Linked DNA regions of Rattus norvegicus: region 1 is linked to region 2. A link is a contact called in public Hi-C data. All regions are on one chromosome and are shown on one strand. The core of a region is the stretch at or near the end of the contact, and the rest is flanking DNA. Distances in the headings are between cores, read along the strand shown. Region 1 holds the start of Phf20l1 (PHD finger protein 20-like 1). Region 2 overlaps Dnaaf11 (dynein axonemal assembly factor 11).

The links. Hi-C and Micro-C count contacts between places; a contact is called where the count stands out from the background.
Region 1: a contact with region 2 is called in a Hi-C map of frontal cortex, with 4 times the contacts expected there. The contact joins the promoter of Phf20l1 here to the enhancer-like site in region 2. A contact is called at or near these places in 4 of 12 Hi-C or Micro-C datasets (the A7r5 cell line, Schwann cells, frontal cortex and 1 more).

The regions. Positions count from the first base shown.
Region 1 is chr7:100,217,776-100,222,982 of GRCr8, forward strand. Phf20l1 (PHD finger protein 20-like 1) reads left to right here and starts at 1,864. Exons shown (of 21, transcript NM_001271439.1): 1 at 1,864-2,144; 2 at 4,120-4,239. The coding sequence starts at 4,157.
Region 2 is chr7:100,118,877-100,123,941 of GRCr8, forward strand. Dnaaf11 (dynein axonemal assembly factor 11) reads right to left here. Exons shown (of 12, transcript NM_001025659.2): 3 at 1,250-1,327. Among named protein-coding and RNA genes, the nearest start is that of Dnaaf11, 13 kb to the right of the region's middle. Within about 2 kb of position 3,480, at least 4 of the 93 cell types and tissues checked have an H3K27ac peak or open chromatin away from gene starts, as enhancers often do.

The DNA of each region.
Region 1 (5,207 bases), core at 614-3,113, 97 kb after region 2:
TGAATGAGCACACACTATATATGTAAACTATATATAAACTGTGTGTGTGTGTGTGTGTGTGTGTGTGTGTGTGTGTATGTGTACTGCCTTATATATCAGTGGGCTTTCGGCTATGCTTCAGGAAGACTTAGATGTAGGTTGAAAGTCACTAACCTGATGTAGTGGTATTATCGCTGATGTGATTTGTAAACTTTTCCCCCTTATTTTGAACATTGCTATAATCTTTGAATACAAATCTTTAAAGCAGTATGGTTTTAATAGCATTTAAAGTGGGACCATTAGCCACAAAGGAGACTAAATTCATTAGATTCTAATATTTTCCATCCCATTTGATGAAGGGTTGACGCTTCCTCTAAGAGTCCTTACATTTAGGTCAGATTCTGAAACAAATGATCCTGATTTATAAATATATATCTTTCATTTGTCAACATTGTACATTTTACTGTTTAAATTAAATGTTTTTAATTGCATGTGTGGTTTAGGTGATATGTAATTCCTGCACTCATTCTAATGTATCAAAGACATGTACTGCTAAAACAGTAATTATTGCAAACATTGCCAAGCGCAGCACTGAGGACAGAAAATTTGTTGAGCTGGGCATCTCACATTGACATTTTTTTTTTGTGATAAATCTTACCTGTTTTAATTTTATGTCAAATTAAATAACCACACATAATATTAAGATAAATGGAAAGTATAATTCTGCTTGTGACAGAAGATTCTAGAAATCTTAATTGTATTGGACTAATGGCAACCACAGCTGAAATTTCTCAGATATTGAAAAGAAGAACATGAAGACAAATGTCATCTAGGAGTTGTCTTATCTATATTGTTTGTAGCGTTACACTAAGCTCAGTGTAATTCTGCACATACATTTGAGTAAGTGTCTTTTGAATAAAAGGACGATTATGAACATTTTCTCAATTTACCAAATCTCTTGAAATTTAGAGAAAACGTTGCTATTTTCACTGTTCATGATGAAGCAAGATAAATATAAGTGTCATTTGTATGCAGTGATGCACTTTTAAAACGTGGGAGGCAGAGTGATGGAGTAGAAAGAAAAAAAAAAGATGTTTCTCTCAGTATTGCTTTGAATGAGCACTTGTAAATCTTCTCAAAGCTGGGACAGAGATTCTTCTGCTTAATATAGACTTTGGTTCATGATAGGTGTTCAATAGAGGTAGTCCTACACCATTAACTGTGAAGACTTGTTCTATTACTGCCCTAAACGGCTTAAGAATTTTAAAAGATTCTTAAGAATCTTTTATGTGGTTTATAAAGTTTTCTGAAATTGGACAATAAGTGTGCAGTTGTGACTGTCATGTGATATATTTATAGCAGAGTGTCGGTGAGAAAGTATTCATTGAAAAGAGATTATCCATTTAAAAAAGAAAGGAAAAGGGAAGGAAAAAACCAAACCAAACCAAAAACAAGAGAGACAATTCTGACTTTGCGTCTATCCTTAGTGCGGGTTAGAAAAGACCCTGTTACACAGTTTCACTTTAAGGGTCTGTCCAGTAGATTGTCTTTTGTAAAAGTTTTTAATTCAGCTGCCTCCCACAGTCTCCCATCTCCTCACAAGAAAATGGAAAAGTGTGTGGTGCATTGATAAGTTTGGCCAATGTGTCAAATAGTGGGATTTGTTAGAAAGCAACAACAATCACAAAATATCATCCTTTTAACCCACCAAGGAGAATCTACTGCGCAGGTCCCTTCTATGGGCAAGGAGCCAGCCCGGGCTGAAGCCACACCCCCATAGTAGTCCTCCAATCCGCTGCACTGCGCCAGCCCGGCCCTCGTGAACCACGTGATGCAACCCAGCCCGCTTCCGGCGCGTCGCGGGCGGCTGACGTCCCCGGCCGGCGTCGCGTCAGGGCTGGCCGGCGGCGGTGTCGGCGGCGAAGGCGGCGAAGGCGAAGGCGGCTGCGATGGTAGCGACCCCGGAGTGGGCTTGAGGGCTCGGACCCCGCTTCCTCTAGCGCGTCCTCGGGCCGACGCGGCGCCGCGGGCCCGGCTTGCTCAGCGCCCGCTTCCTCCCCTACCGCTGCCCGGGCAGAGTCGGACGAGGCCCGCGCTGGCCGCCCTGACGCGACCCGGCTCGGCCCCGGACGGCCCGGCTGCTGTGCGGAGACGAGGCCGAGTCGGTAAGAGGCGGCGGAGGGGCCAGGAGGCTGCGGGGTCCCCGGGCCGCCTTCGCCCCCGCGTTGCTCTCGTCCGGCGTCCCGCTCCCTGCCATCCGCTGACCCTATTGTCTGCGCGCCGCCGCGCTCCCCCGCCTTCCTTCCCCTGCCGGGCCAGCGGCTGTCAACCTGCAGCTCCCGGGCTCAGGGCCAGCCGCGCCGCGGCCTTTCCTGGCTCCCCTTGACACCCCTGCGGGCCCGCCTGGTCCCACATCTCTGCTTAGCTTCGCGGTGTTTCCCTCACCACCTACTAGCTCTGTGTGTCTGTCTCTTTCCTCTCACTGTCATCTCTGCTCACTTCCACCATCCTTACATCGCAGTTCTTTTTACCGCTTTCCCTTCTCTCTTCATTCCTTTTTGTTTCCTTCTACCCTGTTACACAGTTTCACTTTAAGGGTCTGTCCAGCAAATTGTCTTTTGTAAAAGTTTTTAATTCAGCAACTTCCCACAGTCTCCCATCTCCTAACAAGAAAATGGAAATCATCCATGCCTTTTGAGGTGCCTCATTCCTGAGAGTCACTGGGGGATTAGATTTACAGGCTGGAAGTTTGATCTTAGGAAATGTTAGCATAACTGGCAAACTGCCTCTTCAGATTCTATTTCTGTACATTGAAGCAACAGCCTTGTATGTTGCAAACTTACAAGATTTCTATTTAAAATATTTATGTTTGTCCCCATTACACCTAGTGTGTCCTGGCTATGAATCTTAACCTCACTGATGCCATGCCAGGATATTCTATAGCCCCTTAGCCATGACCTTGTAAACTTGATCCCCCATATTTTTCTAACAAGCATTGATGCTATTTTTTTCTTCCCTTTTCAGATTCTAAAAAAAAAATGGGGGGGGGGGAGACAGCAATTCTGTTTGCTGTTATGTTTTACCTATTTTAAACAGTGGCTAAAACATAAGATTTTTCATTTGTGTGGGGTTTATTTTTTTTTTTTTTAAGGTAGAGAGCCTAGTGAACAGTAACGAAAAACACGTTTTAAGCATCTCCCTCCAAAAAGAGCAGCTTTAGCTTCTTGATTACCAACCGGTTTTATTTTGCTGAGACTGTGCTTACCAATTATTATTTTCTTTCCACTATTGATACTTTGAGAAGGTATGCATTTACTTCAAATACTCAGTAGCAAAAAAGGCCTCACGTGTGCTAGGCAGCCAGTATGTTTAAAAGAACAGTAAATACTTCACATGTGAATGGGCTACAGACTCCTCTGCTGTTTTTTGTTTTTGTTTTGTCTTTTTAATGAGAAACTTTTTTTAAATTTTCATTGTGGGTAGTATGTTGAGTTAATGATAGAAACCGTATTCAGAGTCTGGCAGGACTGATAAAGAAAAATCCTTTGCCAACTCTTTATGTTCAGATTACCCTGTGGTGTGGTGCTGAGATAGTATGTACTAACTAACTCTCCTGATCTTCCAGGAGGATTGGTTAGAGTCCACCCTGACACAGTGCTTGTTTACTGCTTTCTCCATGCTTTTGGCGATTTTCATAGGGTCGTACATTTTGACATACTAAATGATTTCTGGAAATTAAGTGGAAGACGATTAAGCTGTTCCCTTCAAGGATTTCAGTAAACAGAATTGTCTTAATTTTTAAAACTACAGCATTTTCAACCTTCTTTGGGTGGAACTTTCCTGAGCCCTTTTTTTCTTTTAAGTTAAGGTTTGAGGCATTTTAGCTAATAGTCTCAATAGCTTGACTATTCTTTTTAGCTGATTTTCTTTTCTGTATTCTTTTTATAAATGTCCTACAAGATTGCATTCAAGTTGCATCCTACCTACAAGTATTGGTGATTGTTCAATTAAAAGTCTGGCAAATATTGTAATAGCCCATGAATTATTTTGAAATTAGTTAAATTCTGTCTATTCCTTTAAACCATATTCCATGTGCATCATCTCATGCATTAGAATCTAACTTTCTTTTTTCCTCTTGAGGTAGTGGAAAGAAAGCACTGAAGAATAGGATCTCAAGATGAGTAAAAAGCCCCCAAACCGTCCTGGAATCACTTTTGAGATTGGTGCTCGTTTGGAGGCACTCGACTACTTACAGAAATGGTATGGAAAAAACAACAGAATATTGGCCCAAAGCACAAAATTCGTAGCTTTAATAAGTTAGTTGCTATTCTAACTCTGTGTCAGTCACATGAGTATATTCATCGTTTGAATACACATACACATTGGGTTTAGGTTTAGTATTTAAAAACTTCAGACATTGCACAGTATTTTAGCTGTTTGAGATTTGAAAGTGTCTAGAGTAAATGACAAACAGAGAGGATGTTACTGTTGAGTAACACGATTATATTTATTGGCAGAGGTCAAAGAAAGCTAATTCACATATTTAGTTCCTAAAATGTGTAAAAACCACAGTGTGTTTGTTTTCTTGCTGTTTAGCAGATACATAATGATTAGGACTTGTACTTTCACAGGGTACATTCTTTACTATCCTACTGAAAACCAAAATCACAACCTAACCCTCTCCTTTCTTAAAGAGCAGAACCTTGTAGTTGACAGTTGGACTAGAAAGACAGTCCTCTCAGCGGCACTTTCTCCTCTTGTTCTGGTCATCTATGGCAGGTGGTCAGTATAAACACCCCATGCATATCACTGACATGGTGGTGTAGGGAAGAATGATATTGCTAGTGTGATACCCATGTGTCTTCCTTTCCTTGGAGAGGAAGGAAACAGCTTTCAGGGGTCATCGGCTCACAGCACTAAGAATAAGAGAATGAGTTACTTGTTTTTATTAGTGGCTCATCACTCTACCTTCCAGGCTAATGTCCTCTTGTTGCCATTCTTGGGGCACTGAGAGGAGCATTTGATATGTTGTGCCTGGAATAAGTGGTGCCTTTGCTCCCTTCTGACACTCATTTGTTTTGGAGAAGGGCCTAACATAGCTACACTTTGGCGTTTTCTCTCACCATTGCTTCATTAAAGCCATAATGAAACCTATTAGATAAGCTTCTAATCATCTGCATTCAGTCTATATACTAAATTGGTAATGAAACCTTGTTTAGTCATAGTAT
Region 2 (5,065 bases), core at 2,230-4,729:
CTACAAGAGAAAATATTGATGATAGTTTGGAAAATTACGGTATAAAACACCTGCATACTAGAATCGTAACTGAAATACACAATAAAGTTGTGTATCAAAGGGAAATATCTGTACCACCTGACAATGGCTTAGAATCTAGAATGTTTAAGAGCAAATCAATCAAAAACCTGGCTAAAAGATAGGAACCAGCTCAGAATTGACATAAGAAGAAATATCAACATTCTATGAGCATAGCCAAGAGCGATATGAATAGAGGAGCTGAAAGCAAACAGTGGCTCAGTGTTCCCAAGTGCATTTCAGCGTGCGGGAAGCATTTTCGAAGCCATACAGAAATGACACTCACGTGGACCAGCAGGTGCAAAGAGAAGCTGATACAATCTTTGAGAAGAAAAAGAAATTGGCAGGATATTCCAAAATCTGCATATTGAAGCCCAGGAATTTCAAGTCTAAATAAAACCCAGGCGGGGAGGCAGACGGAAAATGCACAGAGAGCAGCTGAAGAAGAGCGCGCTGTCACAGGTTCATTTTAGCAAAGCCGGGGAGTCCTCAAATGCCCATCTGCAGACAAACGCTTGGCTCATCCTTCTGTATTTATGCCATGATGCAGCCTTCAGTCCCTGTTCTTGCATATCAAGATATTGGGGGTGATTTCCAGGAAGAAATTAACTTTCAAAATAATATTCATAAGGACCAGAGTGAGCTCAGCAGCCGCTGACAAACATGAGTTAGAGTCCCCAGAACCTATAAACATAGTGCGGAAGGACAGAGAAGTAACTTCTACAACTTGTTTTCTGATATCCAGACACCACTGTCTGTCTGTCTGTCTGTCTGCCCCTCTCTCTCTCTCTCTCTCTCTCTCTCTCTCTCTCTCTTTCTCTCTCTCTCTCTCTCTCACACACACACACACACACACACACAGACACACACACACACACGTCGAAAAATGTTAAGGATGATATGTACAATATAATCTGAGTGGTAGGAAGCAAAACAAAAGAAAACATGGAACATATTCAAGATGTCAACTGTAGCTACCTCTGGTAAGGAGACCAACCAGAAAGTTGGAAGGGGTGAAACATATTTCAGGCTTTGAATTTACATATCACTTTACTGTTTGAAGTTTTATAAGAACTAAGAATACCAAGATTTATATAAAATATAATTTAAAAGTATACTATCGTATCTACACTACTTCTTAAAGCTACTTTCAAGTTTTTATTGCCTCCATGAGAAACAGGAAAATTCTTACCTTCCAAGTTTTCAATTCTTTCAATGTTGTTCAATGCTAAGTTCAAGTATTCAAGTTTCTTCAGTTTGCTAACATTTTCTGAAATACAAATAATACAATTAATGGACCTTTAAGAGAGAATATTATTTTATAACTTGTCATGAAAGCGATACAGATAAGCAAAGGATTGTGTGTGGCTAGTGGCTTTTCAGAACTTTACTGTCTTAGTTGTGTTTTCTACTGCTGTGATAAATCACCTTGATGGAAAGCAACTTGGGGAGGAAAGGGTTTGCTTCTTCTTAACTACCTGATAACATCCAGCACTAAAGAAAATCAGGGCAGAAGAAACTCGCGAGGCATGAAATTGCAAGTGGGTGCTTAGGAAGCATAGGAGTGCTGCTTAAGGCGCTGTCCACATGGCTTACTTAGCTTGCTATCTTATGTCATCCAGGACTCCCAGCCCAGGGGAGGCACCACACACATTGATCTAAGTTCTCCCACATCAATCATCAATCAAGAAAATGCACCACATTGTTGCCCACAGGCCAGTTTGGTGGGGAAATTTTCTCAATGGAGGTCCCCTCTTCTCAAATGTCTCAAGCTTGTGTCAAGTTGACATAAAACTAGACAGCGCACCTATACAGCACACACTAGGTTGCCTGCAGAGCTAGCCTCTCTTCCTCCCTTCTTCTTAGGAGTACCAATGTTTGCACACGTTCCTATCCATCTCCAACACCACCGGGCTATGTTTGGGCAAGCCGGCTAGTGTACAGTACTCAGTAACTTCTGCTCAGTTTTGAAGGCAGCAGAACTTAGGATTTGCCTGTAGCATTTTCTGGCAGCCATGTGCAAAAGAAAGGGACACACACCACAAGTATTCAAAGTCAGCTAGGCAAAAACTCCATGCTCTGTGCCTTGGGACAGTGTATCTCTTTTTACTACAAGATTGTAACAAGGATAGAACAGTTACCCCTTTAGTCATCCTGCTTGATCACAAAGGAACCAGCTGGAAATAACGTTTACTCTGTGGTGGTGGAACAGAGAAAAGGGACCCACTGCCTCTGGAGTTCACTTTATCACAAACTATAGTTGGACAGATAATAGGTTTCCTTACTGGCAAGCCATGAGAAATTGGTTTTCCTTTACTTACAGCTAAAATTAACCTGCCATTAGATTATGTTTTAAAAAAAATCTTAAAGGTCATTCAGACAAAACAAGTATGAGCTAGTCAAAGAATCACTGTTGAATGAAGTGTTTCTAAAATAGTTGATTGTAAGACACAGCTATTTTGTATTTGCCATATCATATTCTAAGTATTTTACCTACATTACATTTTAAAAGCCATTTAATTACATTTATGTATTGTGTGCAAATGTGTGGGTATGGTAGAATGTGTCACAGGATATATGTGGGCATCAGAAGACAACTTGTGGGAGTCATATCTCTCCTTCCACTACATATATCCTGGAAGTTGAACCTAGATCATCAGCTTGGAGGCAAACATCTTACCCACTGAGCCATCTCACAGGCTGTGTGTGTGTGTGTGTGTGTGTGTGTGTGTGTGTGTACATTCATATGCTAATATATAGTAAATTAATGCATATTTCTGATAGTAAATGATAGAGCCAAAAGGATTTGATTCCAGTAAATCATTACACCTTCTCCTAAAAGGAGAATTATTTGAGACAAAAAAGAAGGATGGCATCCCTGTCTCACCTAAGCAATGCTGCTCTCCTAGGTTCTCTGACATATTATGAATAGTAGACATGACTTACTATCATTGCACTAAGCACTACTCATCTAAACATATATATATGTATATATATATAATTTTAAAATGAGAGTTTTTAAAATGAGAATCTAAGAATGAATTAAGCTTTCTTAGTGATTAAATTACTCAAGTGGTACTAATGATTACAAAAGGGTCTCTAAGGACAGCTGAGCACTCAGCCATCAACATACTTGGAGGTTTCTGTGTGCCAGTGATCAGGAAAGGCAGAGTGTCTCATCTACATCCAGAACGAAAATAGTCATCCCACAGTGGGATGCGTGACTTGCAAAGAACTCTTCATCCCTCTTTTGTTATTTCCATAGCCCTCAAATGCTGGAGCCACACAGTGGAAATCAATACAAGAGTTGTACAAGAGGAATTTCCTCAGTTCAACCCCCAAGAGGCAGGGAGCAAACTGGCCAGAAGATGGGCAAAGATTCCATAAGTGACCTCCTTAGCAGCCTGTAAGAAGTGTGAGAGCTCAAGCCCAAACCACTGTGACAGCCAGAGTCCCCAAATGCCAGGACCAGACCCACAGACTTCTGGTTGATCAAATCTCTATTCAGGTGAAAGAGGCTTGAGAACCAGCGGCTGCCTTCCATCTTTACAATGCTCACCGGGGATGTGTTGAGAGAGCAGATCACTGATGGCTACCCCACCCCCAGGCTCTGCACTCTGGTGGGACCCCAGATGGTCCTTAGCTCACACTTGCTTCATAGCTGAGCAGAGCCTTCCTCCCACAGCCCATCTGTCCTACTGGGTGAGCCAGGGAGCTCTAGGAAAGGCAGTTGCTTTGCAAACTTCCACCTCAATGGTAGGACAGCATGTGTGGATCCTAGAGAAGTACTTTCACTTGCTAAACACTTGTCTAAATGCCCAGGGGTGGAGCAGCATTGAAAAAATCCCATTATTAGAATTTAAAAGAGTGTTTAATTTAAGAATATTTCGGAAGCAAAAATTTAAGCTTTCTCACAGCCCTGAAAAGGCCTGAAATACTATGCTGCTAATTAGTAATTGTGATGGACCCAGCTGTGGAGATTAAAATTTCGGGAACTCTTTTGAGATCTGTACAATTAGCACCGTTCTGCAAAGTGCCCATGAATAAAAGCTGCTGGTTTTATCTAACCGCCTTTTTAATTGAACAGTGTGCCAGAGTTTCCAGTTCCTGGTAAGGCAAAAGACACCAAGTATATTTATCTGAAGAAATATATAGTTTTACTAAATCTTCCCAAAGTGATGCAAATCTGGGCTTTTTATAATCTAGCAAAATTTCAATTTTCCACAAAATTAGAGGCACCCATGCTATCAGGTTTTCTCGGCCTCAGTAATGTTAGCATTTTGGGCTGGATAATTCTTGTCCTGCAGTAGTATCCCTGGCTTCTGCTGGGGTAGGATTGGTAGCATACACCTCCAACACACACACATGCACACATGCACACACACACACACACACACACACAGAGGCATGCACGCATGCACGCATGTGTGTGTGCATACACACACATATCTATCTTAACCAAAATGTCTCCAGCCATGACTAAGTGCCTCCTGTTGAGAACCTCTGAACATCCCTGAAAAGTTAGCTATTACCTCAACACGAATTTAATTCCTGGACTCTTTCTATCTCAATTCATTCCATCTATTCCCAATGCTATTCATTTCTCCTCTGCCTCTGGCTTCAGTTGGCTAAGCAGGCAACCTGGGCTAAGTAATAGCATAAGTAGCTTGGCAGCTTTCATCGCTAAACACTATCTCACTGTAAACACAATAATCCTCCCACCATCCTATGCCATCCTGCACCTGTTAGCACTGTTTTATGAAGAAGCCAATTCGGTCTTGGTCAGCTTAACTGACCTGCTTATTTTTACACAGATCACAAATATGGGACAGAGGAGGGGTTCACAGACAAGTCTACCTGGTGCCAGAACCTCTGCGTGCTTTAACCATGAAGGTAGAGTTGCTTTAAGAAGCGACTCTCCATTTGTCCCCTTATGGTAGGATCCCACTCAATGACTGCAGTTCACCCATTATCTGCCTCTTAACTCATTGTTAGGACAAAGAGGAAT